Regions from separate parts of the Sus scrofa genome. Here regions 2, 3, 4 and 5 are each linked to region 1. The links are chromatin contacts, called in public HiChIP or PLAC-seq and promoter capture Hi-C maps. All regions are on one chromosome and are shown on one strand. The core of a region is the stretch at or near the end of the contact, and the rest is flanking DNA. Distances in the headings are between cores, read along the strand shown.

Region 1 (2,903 bases), core at 194-2,693:
CAGGAAACAAAACAAGATCAGCTGGGGAAGGGGGCGTGGGTAGCTTCTTGGCCTTGCGCTTACTGGACCTTTCAACTTAGGCCCAGTTACAGCCTAGGCTGTCAGGTGTGCGAAATCATGGGCCCAGCTCCAGCTTTTTGGCAGCATATGCGAAGACGCGGAGCGAGGAGTCCCGGACCAGATCTGCTCGAGTAGGGCCGACAGCGGCTTTAGCCTCCCTGGGCGCTAGGGGGGGCGTCTGCCCCATACCCACAGGGCACCCGTTGGCAGAGCATTTCCCAACGCGAGCTTTTGGGGGTGTGGGAGGAAACCCGGGCGAGCCCACCAGACGCGTCCTCGGTGCCCAGCCCTGCCTGGCTGCGGGTCGGCCTCAGCCAGAGCCTGCAGCCCACAGGTTCTGCTCACAGTTAAGGCGGGGCGCGGCGCCCTCAACGGCCGGAGGGAAAGGGCTAGGAGGCCGCGCCTGGCCAAGGCTGCGGAGGGCGGGAGCCTCGGCTGGCAGCTGTGCCACCACCCCCGGGAGGGCTGGGGAAGACCGAACCGACCGGCAGACAGACAAGGTGGCGGGAAGTGGCCTCCATGCCTGCACGGCTCTCCCGGCCTTTCCTCCAGTCCTCCCAGCCGGCTCCCCCGCCCGGGACGCCCCGCGCCACTCCGCGCCTTTGGCCCTGGCTCAAGGTCTTGTGATGTGATTAGCAAAGCCAGCGCCTTGTCCTCAGACACTCAGCCCTGCCCGGCAGGCCCCGGCGCTCAAGCCCTGTTTACTGCAGCCTGGGCGGGAAGGGGGGCGGAGAAACGGGCCCAGGCTCCTCCGGGCAGGACTACCCCGGCAGCCGCCCGCGTGGCCGCTCCCGCCCCCACACCCACCGCACTCCACGTGCAGTCGGGATGGAGCCACCACCCATCCGACTCAAGCCCTCGCCCCCCCGCCCCCCCCGGCCGGAGCACCCTTTGCAACCCAGTGGGGCCGCGCGGACGGTTGCAGTATTCTTGCATTTTGCAATTCCCGCGCCCAGTATAAGACCGAGGGTGGGAGATAAAAACTCCGCAATTTCGCGTAGCAGGATCGGGCGGGGAGAGACACGTCCAGGGCTGCAGAACCCCGGCCAGCTTAAACGTGCTGGGGATTTCCAACAGTGCAGCCCCAGAGGAGGGGAGCTGAATCTTCCCGCCGCCACCTAGCAGCACCCATCTAGGCCGAGCTCTCCACGCTGCCCCGGGCGCCCCAGCGCCCAGCCCCGCCCCGAGGCCTCCCCACCCCCCTCCCCCAGAGAAAAAAAAAAATTGGCGGCGGCCAATGGGAGGCCGGGAAGGCGCCTGACGTCCGCGAGCCGGCGGGCGGCGTTGCCTGGAGACCCCGGCGGGGGTCAGCGTTCTGTCCCCTCCCCCGGCACGCCCCTCCAGCCTCTGCCGCGCTGCGGGACAGTATATAGGGCGCGCGCTCGCAGGCCGCTGAGTTCCAGCAGTCCGAGAGCTGCCGTCGGCTCCGCGCGGGGGGGCGGGCCGGGCACCCCGGGGCGCGGAGGAGCGCTCTAGCTTCACTCTTTCTTTCCCCCCACTCCGCACTCCTGGGCACCCTCAAAACCAGTCCACGCTGCTGCCTCCGTTCCTTCTTTTCTCGCCCCCCAGCAAACTTTCGATCCCTCCCCCGCCCCTCGCCCGTTATTCGTCGTGGCTCGAGCCGGCCGCGCCGCCGCGAGGGTTCCTCCGGACCTCCCTGCCTGCAGCTCCGACCATTACAGGATCCAGAAACATGTCGACCACACTTCTGTCCGCCTTCTATGATATCGACTTCTTGTGCAAGGTACGCGGGCGGGGAAAGGAGGGAGGGAGGGAGGAGGAAAGGCAAGAAGGAAGCCCTTCGAGATTTCAGGCTTGGCCCTCTGCCCTCGGCTTTGGGAGTCCTTTCCTCGCCTTGACTTTTGGGTTCGGGAAAAATCCTGGAGTTTGCAGTGTGTGTTCTCGCGCCTTGTGGGCGGAGAGAAGGAGAAGAGAGGAAGGGCTGGAGGGAGTAGCTGTAGCTGTTTAGTTTCTCCCCAGCCGACCACAGCCACGCTGCCCGGGGCTTCCCGGACGGGGTTTGCGCCGCCCAGGCCGGCGGCCCACGGCTGAAGATCACATGTTGCAAGCCGGCGCGGCCTAGGGTGGGAGAGTCCGGCTCCTCCCAACTCGAACTTGATTCTTGTGCTCTTGTAAGGGTGGCGGTTGGGGGCCGAGTCAGAATCCGAAAAAAGGGAAAAGAATCAGAGAGCTGCAAGTGGTTGTTACTCTGCAACTCCTCCAACTCTTCCCTCCCTTTTCCACTTTTCACCCCTTCCCCGCTACCCTCCTTTTGGCAGACGGAGAAATCCCTGGCCAACCTCAATCTGAACAACATGCTGGACAAGAAGGCGGTGGGGACGCCTGTGGCCGCTGCCCCCAGCTCGGGCTTCACCCCGGGCTTCCTCCGACGGCACTCGGCCAGCAACCTGCACGCGCTCGCCCACCCAGCGCCTAGCCCCGGCAGCTGCTCGCCCAAGTTCCCGGGCGCGGCTAACGGCAGCAGCTGCGGCAGCGCGGCGGCCAGCGGCCCGGCCTCCTACGGCACCCTCAAGGAGCCGTCGGGGGGCGGCGGCACGGCCCTGCTGAACAAGGAGAACAAATTCCGGGACCGCTCGTTCAGTGAGAACGGCGATCGCAGCCAGCACCTCCTGCACCTGCAGCAGCAGCAGAAGGGGGGCGGCGGCTCCCAGATCAACTCAACGCGCTACAAAACTGAGCTGTGCCGACCCTTCGAGGAGAGCGGCACGTGCAAATACGGCGAGAAGTGCCAGTTCGCGCACGGGTTCCACGAGCTGCGCAGCCTGACTCGCCATCCGAAGTACAAGACGGAGCTGTGCCGCACCTTCCACACCATCGGCTTC
Region 2 (2,903 bases), core at 195-2,694, 230 kb after region 1:
TTTGGTCGAGGCTGTTGGGCCAGAGCCCAGATGGAAATAAGACCTTGTATCTCAGTCTCCCCCGCACACTTTTGAAAAAAAAGAAAAAGCAGAGGGGGAAAAATTAAAAAAAAAAAAAAAAAAAAAACAGTTGGTGGAAACTGAAGTTCAAAATGGAGCATACTCTATTTCTTAGCCTGGGAAAGGAAAAATAAACCCCAAAGAGCGACTCCATTCAAGTGTGCGTTATCTGGCTCATCCTAGCCACGAACTCTCTCTCCTCCCTTCTCCGACCGGGAAGTACTGAGCCTACAAACAGCCCCCATGCCCACCCCTAACCCAGCGTGGGCAGACAATGGGCCAGAAAACCCAGCTCAGCCAAGGCCTCTCCCTGCAGCCCCCAAGAGGCCGTAAGATTGGGAAACACAAGGCTATTTTTAATGTCCTAGTTGCCGACCCACCGCGGCTCTGCGAGCCTGAGAAATGGTATCATTTGTGGGAGGTGGCACTGATTTCTTTTTTAACTTGCTCAGACAAAGCCACATTTTTGCAACTTTCAGAAAAGCCAAAAAGGCCACACTTTCCAAGGGTGACCCCTTCCTGGGCCTGCCCTCCTGCCCCACGGAAGGGCTCGCTCAGGTGTGTCTGGGAAGGCAGCCCCCCCACTGGCATGTGCTGGGCAGGGCCCAGGAAACAGAATAAAGGCCCAGACAGCACCCAGGAGATCCGGTGAACCAGGAAGGAGCAAGACGGGCAGAGACCCGTAGGATCGGAGAGGGGTAGAGTCCTCCACCTGTGAGGGAGGCCCGTGTGCTGGGGGACAGGCAACCACCTCCCCTGGGGGACAGGCAACCATCCCAAAGAGAAAAGGGTGAGAGGTCACACACAGAGGAAATGGTTTCGTGCTAGTCACCCAGCTCCCAAATCCACTGGGGGCAGGGGGCTTTGTGCAGTGGATGTGTCCGGGGGCCAAGAGGGTGCCCCCAGTGGGCCTACCAGGCTGAGGCAGCCCTTGAACTCTGGGCTGAAAGAATCCAACTGTAATAACAGGAGCCCCTCTGTTCTTGGGGCTTCTAAAGGTTTTTGCCATGAGGGCACGACCCCACCTGGGCTCCAGAGGCCTCGCCCTGCCCTCTTCCAGGACAAAGAGATGGAGAAAGATGGATGAAAGCAGAGAGAGGCCCAGGTGGGGCAGAGAAGTAGAGAGAATACAGAAGCCTGAAGATGCAGAGAGACGGAAAAGCCAAAAGTGGGGAAGAGGGAGGAGGTTTTTCTTTGTTGATCCCCAGCCCCAGCTCACAGCTGTCAGGACAGACAGAAGGGTGACCGCTCACGAGGACCAGACTAGAGGGAGGCGAACAGTGGACTGCTTCGTTTCCCCACCTAGCCTGTGGCCCACAGCCTAGAGGTGGGGTGGGAGCCCGGGGGTCTCTGCTCACCGCCTGTGCACCAGCCCCCATGACCCACCGGGAAGCTGACTTCCCCGCCCGGCCCACACTCACTCAGCCCTTCCCTACACGCACTGGCCCTGCGACCTTGAACGGCTCTCTTCATTTCTCAATTCTCTCATCTGCAAAAAGGAGATAATAATAGTACCTCCCTCCCTTGGGCGTTTCGAGGATGAATTTGACAAGGCACGTGTGTGCATGTGCGTGTGTGTAAATGCTTCACACATGCCTGGCACACAGTGAGGGCTTGATAAATAGCAGCTTTAATGCATGTGGCATGTGGTCAATAAATGGTGGCTGTTATTGCTGCGATTCCCGGGGAGAGGCGGGGCTGGGAATGTTGGGAAAGAGAGCAGAGGGCAGGCGGGAGGGGGAGGCAGAGGAAGGAGCCTGGCGGGAAGGGGCCAGAGGAAGGCGATGCAGAGTTAGCAGAACCATATGCCCCAAAGCTGGACGGGCCTTGAGACCACCCTGACTCACCCGTGGCACCCCTGGTGCTGACCCTAAAACGGATACCCAGGGGGTGGGGGTGACGGAGCGGGGCCTTCCTACTGATGGCCACACATCCCAGGTTCCACAGTTCCCCACACTGTGAGCTCAGGTCAGCCTCACACTGAGCCCTCAACACCCCACCCTGGGGATGTCTGCCCTTTGGTGGGACAGTTTGGAAAGCCCAGGCCCCAGAAGAGCAGAACAACAGCCTGAGAGGTCAGCAGGTGACTCAGGGCCCATCCCAGCCCCCAAAGCATTTACGGGAAGCGCAAGAAACCAAGCAGAGTCTGTCATCCTGGCTGATCAGAGAAGCCAGTGCCATGTGAAGAAGGGCGCCCAGCAGCCACTTTAGCTGCCCGGCATTATTGGAGTCTGGTCCTTCTGTCCCGGGAAGCCCAGGTTCTGGGGAGGGGACAGACCTTCAGCCTCTTTACAGCCTTCAAGAAGCACCTCCCCACCACCACCCAAGCTGACCCAGAGCCTGCTCTGCCCGCACAGCTGCCATCTGGGGCCCCAGGCCCAGCCCCCACCTCCCTCCCAGAGAGGGGCCCAGGCAACACCTCCCTGGTCTCGGAGGCAGGCAGAGGAAGCGGAGTCAGACTTTAAGGGCCACGGGAGGGAAATCTGGAGACCTGAGTTGTAACCCTGGCTTGCTCCCTGTACAGAAGAGGCTCACTCTTTCAGAGCTTCATTTGCCTCCCCCAGAAAATGGGAATAATAATGTTTACATGGTGGGCACTTGGTGAGACAATGGCACATATCTCACCACTTACATAACACTCTGACCCGCTCCTTCGTGGGTGGTGAAAAAGAGCGGTTGGGTGTGTGTTAGTTGGCAGCCTAAAGACTGTGGCTTTCGGCAGAGCTGGGTGTTTGCATGCAAACTATTCACTGGGAGGTGGATTAAATCTAGAGGCTGGTCCTTCCAGAATCTTGAGGCTGCATGGGCGGATGAGGGCGCTGGAACCCCATGGCACGTTCCCC
Region 3 (2,903 bases), core at 144-2,643, 230 kb before region 1:
TGTGGAAAAATTAACTTTTTTTTAAAGTGTTATTCGATGATATAAGCACAAAGAAATAAAACAGTTGGTGGTAATATTAGAAGTATGAAAAAAGCTGTGTTGTGTGGATGTGGTTAGACTATAGAGCTCAGTTTGAGAGGAAGTCATAGAGGGAATTACTACAAAGTTAGTGAAAATTGTCTTATTTTATGAATAGAGACCATATCTCCTTTAGCCCTCCACTAGGAAATTGGGTAATGATTTTGAATATCTAGTTTTAACATTGTAAATGTTGGTGTTATGCCATGAATATGTCTTAACCTTTATTGTATATACATTTTTACATTAGGTGAGAAATTCATCCACGCTTCTCTTCAGTACCTTGATCACAAGGATATTTGGAGTTAAAAAGGGAAAGGATGAACTTTCCAAAAAAAATAGGTAAGCTTCATCTAATGCTAACTTCCCTTTTTACAAAATATTGTCGTGGCCAAAAATAATTTTTGGAATTTCACTTACTTTTATAGATTCCTCTAGAGTATATAACTATAAAAACACTATAGTAAATTAATCTATGCTGCCAAGTTCTAAACCCTTGGGTAAAAATATCTACTGTTTAAATAAGTGGACCTTTCAGAGCAACAAAAATATAGCAAGGTAGCAAGGACTTGAAATGTAGAGCTCGTTTCCCAGTGCAACAGCTAAAGTTTTGTTGATTTGCATCTTCTTCGAGTATTCCCGAGATGTCTTAAATTGCTTTTTCTTGATATGTCATCAAGTACTGGCTCGTGCCATATTGTTGCTTTTATAGTAACTGGAAGTTTAAATGTTTATGATGTGCTCATCAGAACACGCCCCAGATTACATTGCATTAAGCTCTCACCAAGGTGAGCAGTTGCAAATGTTGGCCACACGGGATAAACAGTGCTTGTTTACTTTTAGGTCTTTGTTGTGTTTGTTCCCTAAGAGGTTTTTCTGTTAAGGTTTTTTTTTTTAAATGTCTGGAAAAAAACTTACTGAAACACTTTGATTATGAGGAATTTTTAGATACAATGCATAAGTTCTGTTTGGTGGTTTTTAAAGAGAAGCTTTGAATAGTTTCTTTAGTACTTAGGCTGGTTTTAATGGTAGTCTAGTGGCTTGCATGAGTTAACACTAGATGTCACTGTCGCTGCATGCTTAATTACTTTTAACTTCAGGATCTGATTTGGCCCAGTGGTCTTCCTCTGGATGAACTAGAGATAAATCAAGCTCCATTCCTCTCCTACCTAAAAAAGTGGATGATCGCACTTTTAATTTCAGTTTTAATCTGTTGTTTATTAAAATATGTATTCTTGGCAGTTCCTGTTGTGGTTCAGCAGTAATGAATCCAACCGATAACCATGAAGATGCTGGTTTGATCCTTGGCCTCACTTAGTGGGTTAAGGATCTGGCATTGCCATGAGCTGTGGTGGAGGTCACAGACGCAGCTTGGATCTGGCATGGCTGTGGCTGTGGTGTAAGCCAGCAGTCGCAGCTCTGATTCAACCCCTACCCTGGGATCTTCCATGCGCCACATTTGCAGCCCTAAAAAGCATATATATATATATATATATATATTCTTATGATGGAACTAGGTCTTAGGAATTAGAAAATATCATGAAATAATTTTGTAATACACTATAAGTAATTCTGGTGAAACCTTCTGGTAGTTCTGAATTGTCATTTAAATTGCTACATATCACCCTATAAAATTCAATAAATATTTAAATGGAAAGCAGTTGGCTATAAATGTGTGAATCCCTTGAGTATATTAAGGAAAGGCTAGAGAAGTTTTTTTTTTTTTCAGCTGAGTTGTATTTTTCATAACGATCACATTATTCCTTTGAAAGGATGATTAGTAAAAAGATGATTTTTACTATTTAGCTGATTCCTAAATAAATTCTTCCTGTCACTAGGTTGAAATCGCTGATATGTGTTTCTTTTTAGGTTTGTTTATTTTGTTAATAATTCAGTTGTGCTAAGGTTTAAAACAGTTTGGTCATATTATAATGTAAGGCCATGATAAGTAGTGTAAATAAAATACGGTATGAGGTTTATCAAGCAAGTGAAATTGATGTTTAAAGCTGAATTCAAAAAATGAAGAAATGCTTTTTTTCTCTTTTACTTTTTATGAAGAGAATGATTCTTGGATGTGTATACAAGTTTTACTATGTACAGGAGAAAATGATCAGATTCATTTTGCATAGGTTACATCTGAAACAGGGTGGAAGAGTAGCACATAAAAGCACATAGTCCTAGTCTCTTTGCCACAGCATGCTTATGGCAACCCCATTATAACTTCATTCCTCTCAAATAAGGAAGGTTACAAAATATATAGCTTTCCTAGAAAGAGGGAAATGGAATAGTCACGTAATTGTTTTGAGTAAAAGCTAAAAAGTGAAATGAAGGCATTAAGAAGTTAATTTTTTAATGTGATGAGCATCTTTGGTAAGAGTTTTTATTTCAGTAATCTGAAGGTTGGTATATCTCATTACATAGACAATGCTTTTATTCTCTGTTTAATCCTTAAAGGGTATATTTCTTGGCAGCATCCACTGGATTTGCTTTGCGAAACTTTGAGTGTCTTACACTTGCCATTATTTGTTATGGTTCTTTTAGCTGTAGTTTATTTAATTATGCCACTTTTGGTCAAAATGTTTATATACCTGTCCCCTACAATATTAACTCCCTGAGGGTGGAGCCTTTTCCTTCTAGTCTGTGTATATATGGTGGGCACTGTAAGAATGCTAGTGATAATGATGCCTTGTTGACTGGTTCCTCAACCACTGAATAACTAAACTCAGCTGATGACACCGCCTAGGTCAGTGGAGTCTACGTTCACAGCCACAGATGGTTCTGCACACAGTCTTGCAAATATGTGCTCTTGATCAGAAGGGAACTAG
Region 4 (2,903 bases), core at 139-2,638, 210 kb before region 1:
AGGAGCCCAGGCCATGTTTTAAGGCTGAGTATTTATTTCATAAGAATTCTGTGTTCAGAAAGATTGCTGCTTGTAGGAGTTGCTGGAGAAAACAGGATTGTGATACATTAAATGTCCTGATGAGCAAGGATGGATTTTGGGGGGATTTTCAGTTTGCTCTAGTGTTTGATATTTTGCTCATAGAATGACAGCCTTTGCTAAGAGTGAAACATGTTGATAACAAATAGCCTTTTAAATTTAATTCAAGAGGCAGTTAACAAAACTTATGTTTACGTGGAAAAACTCTCAGGCCTGAGGATATTAAACATGTATAAACAAACATGCGCATAAACACACAGTCTACTTCATAAGCCTTTATTTGGCTGGGAAATGCCGATTTTATATAATTTCAGTCTAAAAAGTATTGGCTGATTGATTCAAAAAAGAAAAATTTGGCTTTTTTTCCCCTCTCAATTTTTCTTTGTACTTCTTCCTTGTTACTTTAAAAAAAAGGTTTTATAGAAGAATGATTATAGATTGGGTAGATCCACGGTTTTTGGATTTCTTTGCTATGTTGCTTAAAGCTACTATTATAGAGTTGCTCTTCAATTGAAGTTGGAAAAACATAGGCTGACATTTGTGTTACTTTCCCCTGGGGTGGGGGTGGGGACTAACCATATGACGCCTCAAGGATGAAAACTGTTGCACGCAAAAGTGGATTTTGAGGATTTCCTGAAAGATCTGCATACAACCAGTGTTATTTTTTGAAAGAATTTAAAAAATAAAATATACTTCATTGTAATAGTGAAGTAAATGATCAGACATAATAGAGTGTGTTCATAATAAAAAAAAGCCATCAGACTAATATTAATGAAATACAGACCAGCTTATTTTTATCTCCTTTGGGCACATTTAAACTTGCTACCATAGGCAATTCAGGGAACACATACCTTCTTCTAGAGCACTGGGGGGAACTTTTCTGCTCTGTGACTCTGACTTGACATACTTTGTTACTGAGAGAAGCCTTAGTATATATATTTTTTAATTGTAGTAATTCAAAAGAATAAAAATTTTTGGAGGGGTTGAAAAGATCCTGGTGCACCATTGGAATTTGCCTTTAGTAAATGTAACATTTGTTTTCTAAAGAACTATAACAACATACTTAAATTCCAGAACAGTAAGCAAAATAGCTTAAGTTCACTGACTTGAAAAAACATTCTTTTATACTGCACGGTTCTAAAATAAATACTTAAAAGAAACAGAGAGCAAGCCATTCTATCTTGGATTTCATTTTCCTTCAGATAGAACAGCTAGAACAAACATTCTTGCTAGTTAACATTGCCTGTGTTTTTATGAAGTTAATAACTGACCTGTCAATCACGCCCTATATAAATACGGTAGTTGAATGCTTTCTGCTTTAGAAGCACTTTTATTTACAAGAGCTGCCAGCCAAGATTTCCAAAGGACTCCACGGGCTGTTTGCTTTGATCTGTTTTGAGGGCTGGTCTCTTTATACCTGTTGGTTTGCTATTTATGATACCTTTGTGTAATCAGGTATGGGGAGAGCAGATGTGCAGAATAAACACGTCTTAAGGAAACCAAGGCTCAAGAGAAATGGTGTAATTATGCACCAACAGCTTTAAAAAAAGAGAGAGAGAGTATTTTCTTAAATCAACTTAGTTGCTGTTATGACAGGAGAACAGATGTTGTGGTATTCACCCCGGAGAAGGAAAAGAGTCTCTCTTAAATCTCAGTTTATAATGAATGGAGGTGGTGTGTTTATCCCCACCCTTCAAACTGTTGCTCTCCTTTAAATTTGTAAATTGCTGAGATGTTGCAGCTCTTCTCAGTTGACTTTTACCTTTGACCTTTTTTTCATTTGCTCCTTCCCTAGGAAATGTTTACCACATGTCTCTATCCAAATAAGCAGCTCTCTGGGGAAGAGTTACCTTTGCATTTTGAACTGAAAATGCTCTTTTAATGTTTAGGACAGATTTCAGAAAGGGATGGCTTTTTGTTGTTGTGACTTTTATGATTTTGATTTGGAAGATGATTGAAAGGTACAAACATCTAGTTATGAGATAAATACTAGGGACACAATGTACAACATGATAAATATAATTAATACTGCTTTATGTTATAAATGAAAGTGGTTAAGAGAATAAATCCCTCAAATCTCACTTCTAGGGACCTGAAAGTCAAATTCATCTTTGCTTTATCCCCCATAGTGCCAAGCACGGCACCTCTGCTAGCATAAGGGTGCAATACAGGAAAGAATGGCAGAAATTAAGAGAAACCCAAGTCCTTTGGTCATGTTTCCAAAATGATCTGTTGATCATTTGGTCTCGTTCATCTTTCAATTAAATGATGCCCTAATAATTCCTGTGCATTATATTTCATGCTGCTTTTCTCTAGGAATTTGAATGTTTGAATATATTAGAGAGATTGTTAACTTCTATTTAAGACTGCCGTTGTAAGAAGTGTAGAAAAGGGGGATTCTTAGTTGGAGATGCGTCTTTGCGTGGTGGGTGGTGTAGCCCATTCTGGCTCAGAGTAAACGAACTTCCACTGCAGTGTCCATGAGACTGCAGGTTTCAAAAGTCCCTGCCTCACCGGATGGTTAAGGCATCGGGGATGCTGAGAGCTGTTGTTGTTAGGCTGTATACTTTTCATTCATTTTTTTTTTTTTTTTTGGTCTTTTTGCTATTTCTTGGGCCACTCCCGTGGCATATGGAGGTTCCCAGGCTAGGGGTCGAATCGGAGCTCTAGCCACCGGCCTACGCCAGAGCCACAGCAACTCAGGATCCCAGCCGCGTCTGCAACCTACACCACAGCTCACGGCAACGCCGGATCGTTAACCCACTGAGCAAGGGCAGGGACCGAACCCCGCAACCTCATGGTTCCTAGTCGGATTTGTTAACCAC
Region 5 (2,903 bases), core at 289-2,788, 180 kb after region 1:
AGTGGGAAGAGCACGAGCCGAAGCGTGGCTGCCTCCCCTCACATGGCGTGTGCGGGTGGCTCAGTGTTTTAGTGTGTTTGAGGGTGGAAAATGCAGCACCACCAGCCCCAGGAAGCCCTCCTGGCACCTCGGGCAGCCCCATTTGGCTTCCACACTTGGGAACTCTCACTGCTTGGGAGGGGCTGTGGGCAGTGCTTCTCACAGGCTGGGGGACCGAGCCCTTCCAGCTCTTATCCTGTGCCTGACAAAGGACCAGGCACTGGGTCAGACAAAAAGGAAGGGAGGGAAAGGAAGAAAGAAAAGGAAGAAGGAAGGTCTGGCTCAAAGAGGCTCTTTACTCGGGAGGCCACCAAGGACACCAGTCTGTACTATTGGGTCCCATGGGACTACCCAGGCTGGGTCAGCCTCATCCCTCTCTCCCTGGCGAGGGACTTTCAATGTCACGCTGTGACCGGGTGGCCTGAGCTCTGGGAGGTCAGGCTGGTAAGGACCACTGCCAGGAAGGGTACCCGCATCCCTGCCCCTCCATTTGGACGTCTTGGATACCCACCCAACATCCTTGAATCGGGATCAGGATCCTTGGCCCCCGCATGACAGCTGGGCAGTCGAGAGCCCTGCCTTGGAGAAAAGTATAATTCAGATCCTAAACTAAGTTGGGGCTGGGATGAATTCTTCACTTGTTGAGAATGAAACTGAGGGGCAAAAGCCCCAGCCTGGGATGTCAGACTCCTGGGCTGGAGGAAGAGGACAAAAAGAGACAATACGAGCCCCAGAGATTCAGCAAAGAGGAGAGTGGGGAGGGGCCGGGCCCATTTCCCCCAAGGTCCCAGAGACCTAGGATGTTAGTATCAGAACGGGAAGAGGCCTGGGGAGACAGACCCTCTGATGCTCTGGGTAAGGACCCGAGAGGATGCTTGCTATAGAAGGGAGGGGCCATAAGCCAAGGAATAGAGGTAGCCTCTAGATGTGAAAAAAGATAAGGAAATGGATTTTCCCCTGGAGATGCTTTGACGTTAGCCCAGCGAGGCTGATTTTGGACTTCCGACTTCCAGAATTGTAAGAGAATATATTTGTGTTGTTGAAGTCACTCAGCTTGTGGTGATTTGTTACAGCAGTAACAGGAAATTCATCCACTTGCCTAGAGATTGAGAACGAGCAAGTGGTCCAAGCTTCCCTGGCCCTGCAGACCCAGCTCTATGGAATCCCCATCCCGCACTGGTTGGGGCTGGGCTAGCAGTGCAGCGAGGCCCTGAAGGGGCTCAGACCACACAGTGAGTTCTGGGCCTTTGGAAGGTGTGTGCGTGTGTGTGTGTGTGTGTGTGTGTGTGTGTGTGTTAGAGCAAAGGGAAGAGCACAGCTTCTTCATGCATTGGAAATTTCTGGGCGGACGATCCACCAAAGGCATGTCAACGTTTTCCTCTCCAGGAAAAAATAACTCAATCCCTATCAAAAAAAGTCACAGTCTCACATGCGCTTACATGAACGGACGTGTGGGTCCTTGGGAGAAGCGAAACAGCCCCTCCCCTGCTCCAGGCGTCTTTAATTTTCACGGGGCAGGGAGCACAGATGAGGGAGGCTGGGGGAGCCATCAGCCAGAGGGCTGTGGACACATTGTGACATCTGGATTTCCCCAAAGCTCACGGGTCCTGTGGAGGGAGCGCTCCCCCCTCCCCTCCACCGCCCCGCAGCGCTTCCCACTTCCACAAAATCTCTGGGAAGATTTGACACATTTTTTTTTTAGCAGCAGAGAGCAATTGGAATTTCCAGCTTAATTCCAGATGTGGTGCTGACTCTGCTGGGGAGTTTGGCTTGATACAGCATCCGGGAGGCCCGTTGTTCCATTGGATCCCCGCCCCCCATCCCCAAACCCTGGCACTGGCCTGCACGCTTGTGTGTGTCCCCTCTCCTCTGCTCTGGGTCTTGCGGCTGGGCTTTCCTGCGGGGAGCTGCAGAGCGCCCATGCGTGTGGTTTTCACACGTGTGGAGAGGGCTGGGTGGCGGATGGGCAGCCTGGAGCCCAGGTGCCTCTGGGGCAGGGAGTAGGGGCTGTGACAGAACAGGAACCGAGTCACGCGGGGTGTTCTGGGAGCATGGACAGGGCCGGAGGCTGGATCTGGAGCAGGCTGGGAGGGGGTGAGGGGGGAACCGAAGGGTCAGTGTGGGCTGAGGTCATAGCTGGTGCCTGGCCAGGGGCTGCCGGGAAGGCAGGCAGAAAGGAAAGGCCCTTTAGGCAGCCAGCGCACCCTGGTTCCTGGGGCTCAATCCGCCAGACGAGACGTCAGGACCAGATGGCTCCTCGGCAGGAGTGAGGGTCCCACTGGTGCCTCAGTGAAACCGCAGGAGGATCAAGAATATCCAAAGGGGGAGTTCCCGTTGTGGCACAGAGGGTTAAGAGCCCAAATAGTATCCATGAGGACACAGGTTCCATCCCTGCGCCTTGCTCAGCAGGTTAAGGATCCTGCATGGCCACAAGCTGCGGTGTATGCCACAGAGGCAGCTCGGATCCCACGTTTCTATGGTTATGGTGTAGGCCAGCAGCTATAGCTCTGATTCAACCAGTAACCTGGGCACGTCCATATGCCCCAGGGGCTGTCCTAAAAAAGAAGAGAAAAAAAAAGGAATGTCAAAAGGAACTGATATATGTATATGTGTAATTAATTTACTTTGTCGTACACCTGAAATTAACACAATTTTGTAAGTCAGCCATATTCCAATAAAAAATTTAAAAAGACTGTTACCCACTTTGGCCAGCTTGTCTGTGATTTCTCTAGGTAGTAGACAAAACAGTGGCCCCAAAAGAGGCCCACATATCTACTCCCCAGAACCTGTGAACAAATGTTAACCTCACAGCCAAAAGGACTTGGCAGATGTGATCATGTCAAGGAGCTTGAGATGAGGAGACT

What was found. Promoter capture Hi-C pulls out the DNA fragments that hold promoters and counts their contacts. HiChIP or PLAC-seq counts read pairs in DNA pulled down with a chosen protein or histone mark.
Region 2: a contact with region 1 is called in a promoter capture Hi-C map of fetal skeletal muscle, with 8 times the contacts expected there. The contact joins the enhancer-like site here to the promoter of ZFP36L2 in region 1. A contact is called at or near these places in 3 of 5 promoter capture datasets (fetal liver, fetal skeletal muscle and liver), 13 of 47 Hi-C or Micro-C datasets (adipose tissue, blood, brain and 8 more) and 2 of 2 datasets of contacts at active chromatin or transcription factors (alveolar macrophages and skeletal muscle).
Region 3: a contact with region 1 is called in an H3K27ac HiChIP or PLAC-seq map of skeletal muscle. The contact joins the enhancer-like site here to the promoter of ZFP36L2 in region 1. A contact is called at or near these places in 3 of 5 promoter capture datasets (fetal liver, liver and skeletal muscle), 29 of 47 Hi-C or Micro-C datasets (adipocytes, adipose tissue, alveolar macrophages and 16 more) and 2 of 2 datasets of contacts at active chromatin or transcription factors (alveolar macrophages and skeletal muscle).
Region 4: a promoter capture Hi-C map of liver shows a contact between it and region 1, with 10 times the contacts expected there. The contact joins the enhancer-like site here to the promoter of ZFP36L2 in region 1. A contact is called at or near these places in 1 of 5 promoter capture datasets (liver), 3 of 47 Hi-C or Micro-C datasets (adipocytes, liver and retroperitoneal adipose tissue) and 2 of 2 datasets of contacts at active chromatin or transcription factors (alveolar macrophages and skeletal muscle).
Region 5: a contact with region 1 is called in an H3K27ac HiChIP or PLAC-seq map of skeletal muscle. The contact joins the enhancer-like site here to the promoter of ZFP36L2 in region 1. A contact is called at or near these places in 2 of 5 promoter capture datasets (fetal liver and liver), 20 of 47 Hi-C or Micro-C datasets (alveolar macrophages, brain, embryonic fibroblasts and 12 more) and 2 of 2 datasets of contacts at active chromatin or transcription factors (alveolar macrophages and skeletal muscle).

Annotation. Positions count from the first base shown.
Region 1 is chr3:97,198,952-97,201,854 of Sscrofa11.1, forward strand. ZFP36L2 (mRNA decay activator protein ZFP36L2) reads left to right here and starts at 1,444. Exons shown (of 2, transcript XM_003125190.6): 1 at 1,444-1,804; 2 at 2,340-2,903. The coding sequence starts at 1,754.
Region 2 is chr3:97,429,382-97,432,284 of Sscrofa11.1, forward strand. The region is part of intron 4 of LOC106509843 (a long non-coding RNA gene); the gene reads right to left. Among named protein-coding and RNA genes, the nearest start is that of TRNAI-UAU, 140 kb to the right of the region's middle. Within about 2 kb of position 1,445, at least 27 of the 83 cell types and tissues checked have an H3K27ac peak or open chromatin away from gene starts, as enhancers often do. A contact at or near this core is called in adipose tissue, fetal liver, fetal skeletal muscle and 3 more, where this site is marked.
Region 3 is chr3:96,971,653-96,974,555 of Sscrofa11.1, forward strand. It overlaps THADA (thyroid adenoma-associated protein), which reads left to right. Exons shown (of 40, transcript XM_021088406.1): 28 at 329-420. Among named protein-coding and RNA genes, the nearest start is that of THADA, 100 kb to the left of the region's middle. Within about 2 kb of position 1,394, at least 9 of the 83 cell types and tissues checked have an H3K27ac peak or open chromatin away from gene starts, as enhancers often do. A contact at or near this core is called in adipose tissue, alveolar macrophages and skeletal muscle, where this site is marked.
Region 4 is chr3:96,989,188-96,992,090 of Sscrofa11.1, forward strand. All of the region lies in intron 28 of THADA (thyroid adenoma-associated protein), which reads left to right. Among named protein-coding and RNA genes, the nearest start is that of THADA, 120 kb to the left of the region's middle. Within about 2 kb of position 1,389, at least 11 of the 83 cell types and tissues checked have an H3K27ac peak or open chromatin away from gene starts, as enhancers often do. A contact at or near this core is called in liver, where this site is marked.
Region 5 is chr3:97,379,568-97,382,470 of Sscrofa11.1, forward strand. No RefSeq gene overlaps it. Among named protein-coding and RNA genes, the nearest start is that of ZFP36L2, 180 kb to the left of the region's middle. Within about 2 kb of position 1,539, at least 25 of the 83 cell types and tissues checked have an H3K27ac peak or open chromatin away from gene starts, as enhancers often do. A contact at or near this core is called in fetal skeletal muscle, liver, omental adipose tissue and 3 more, where this site is marked.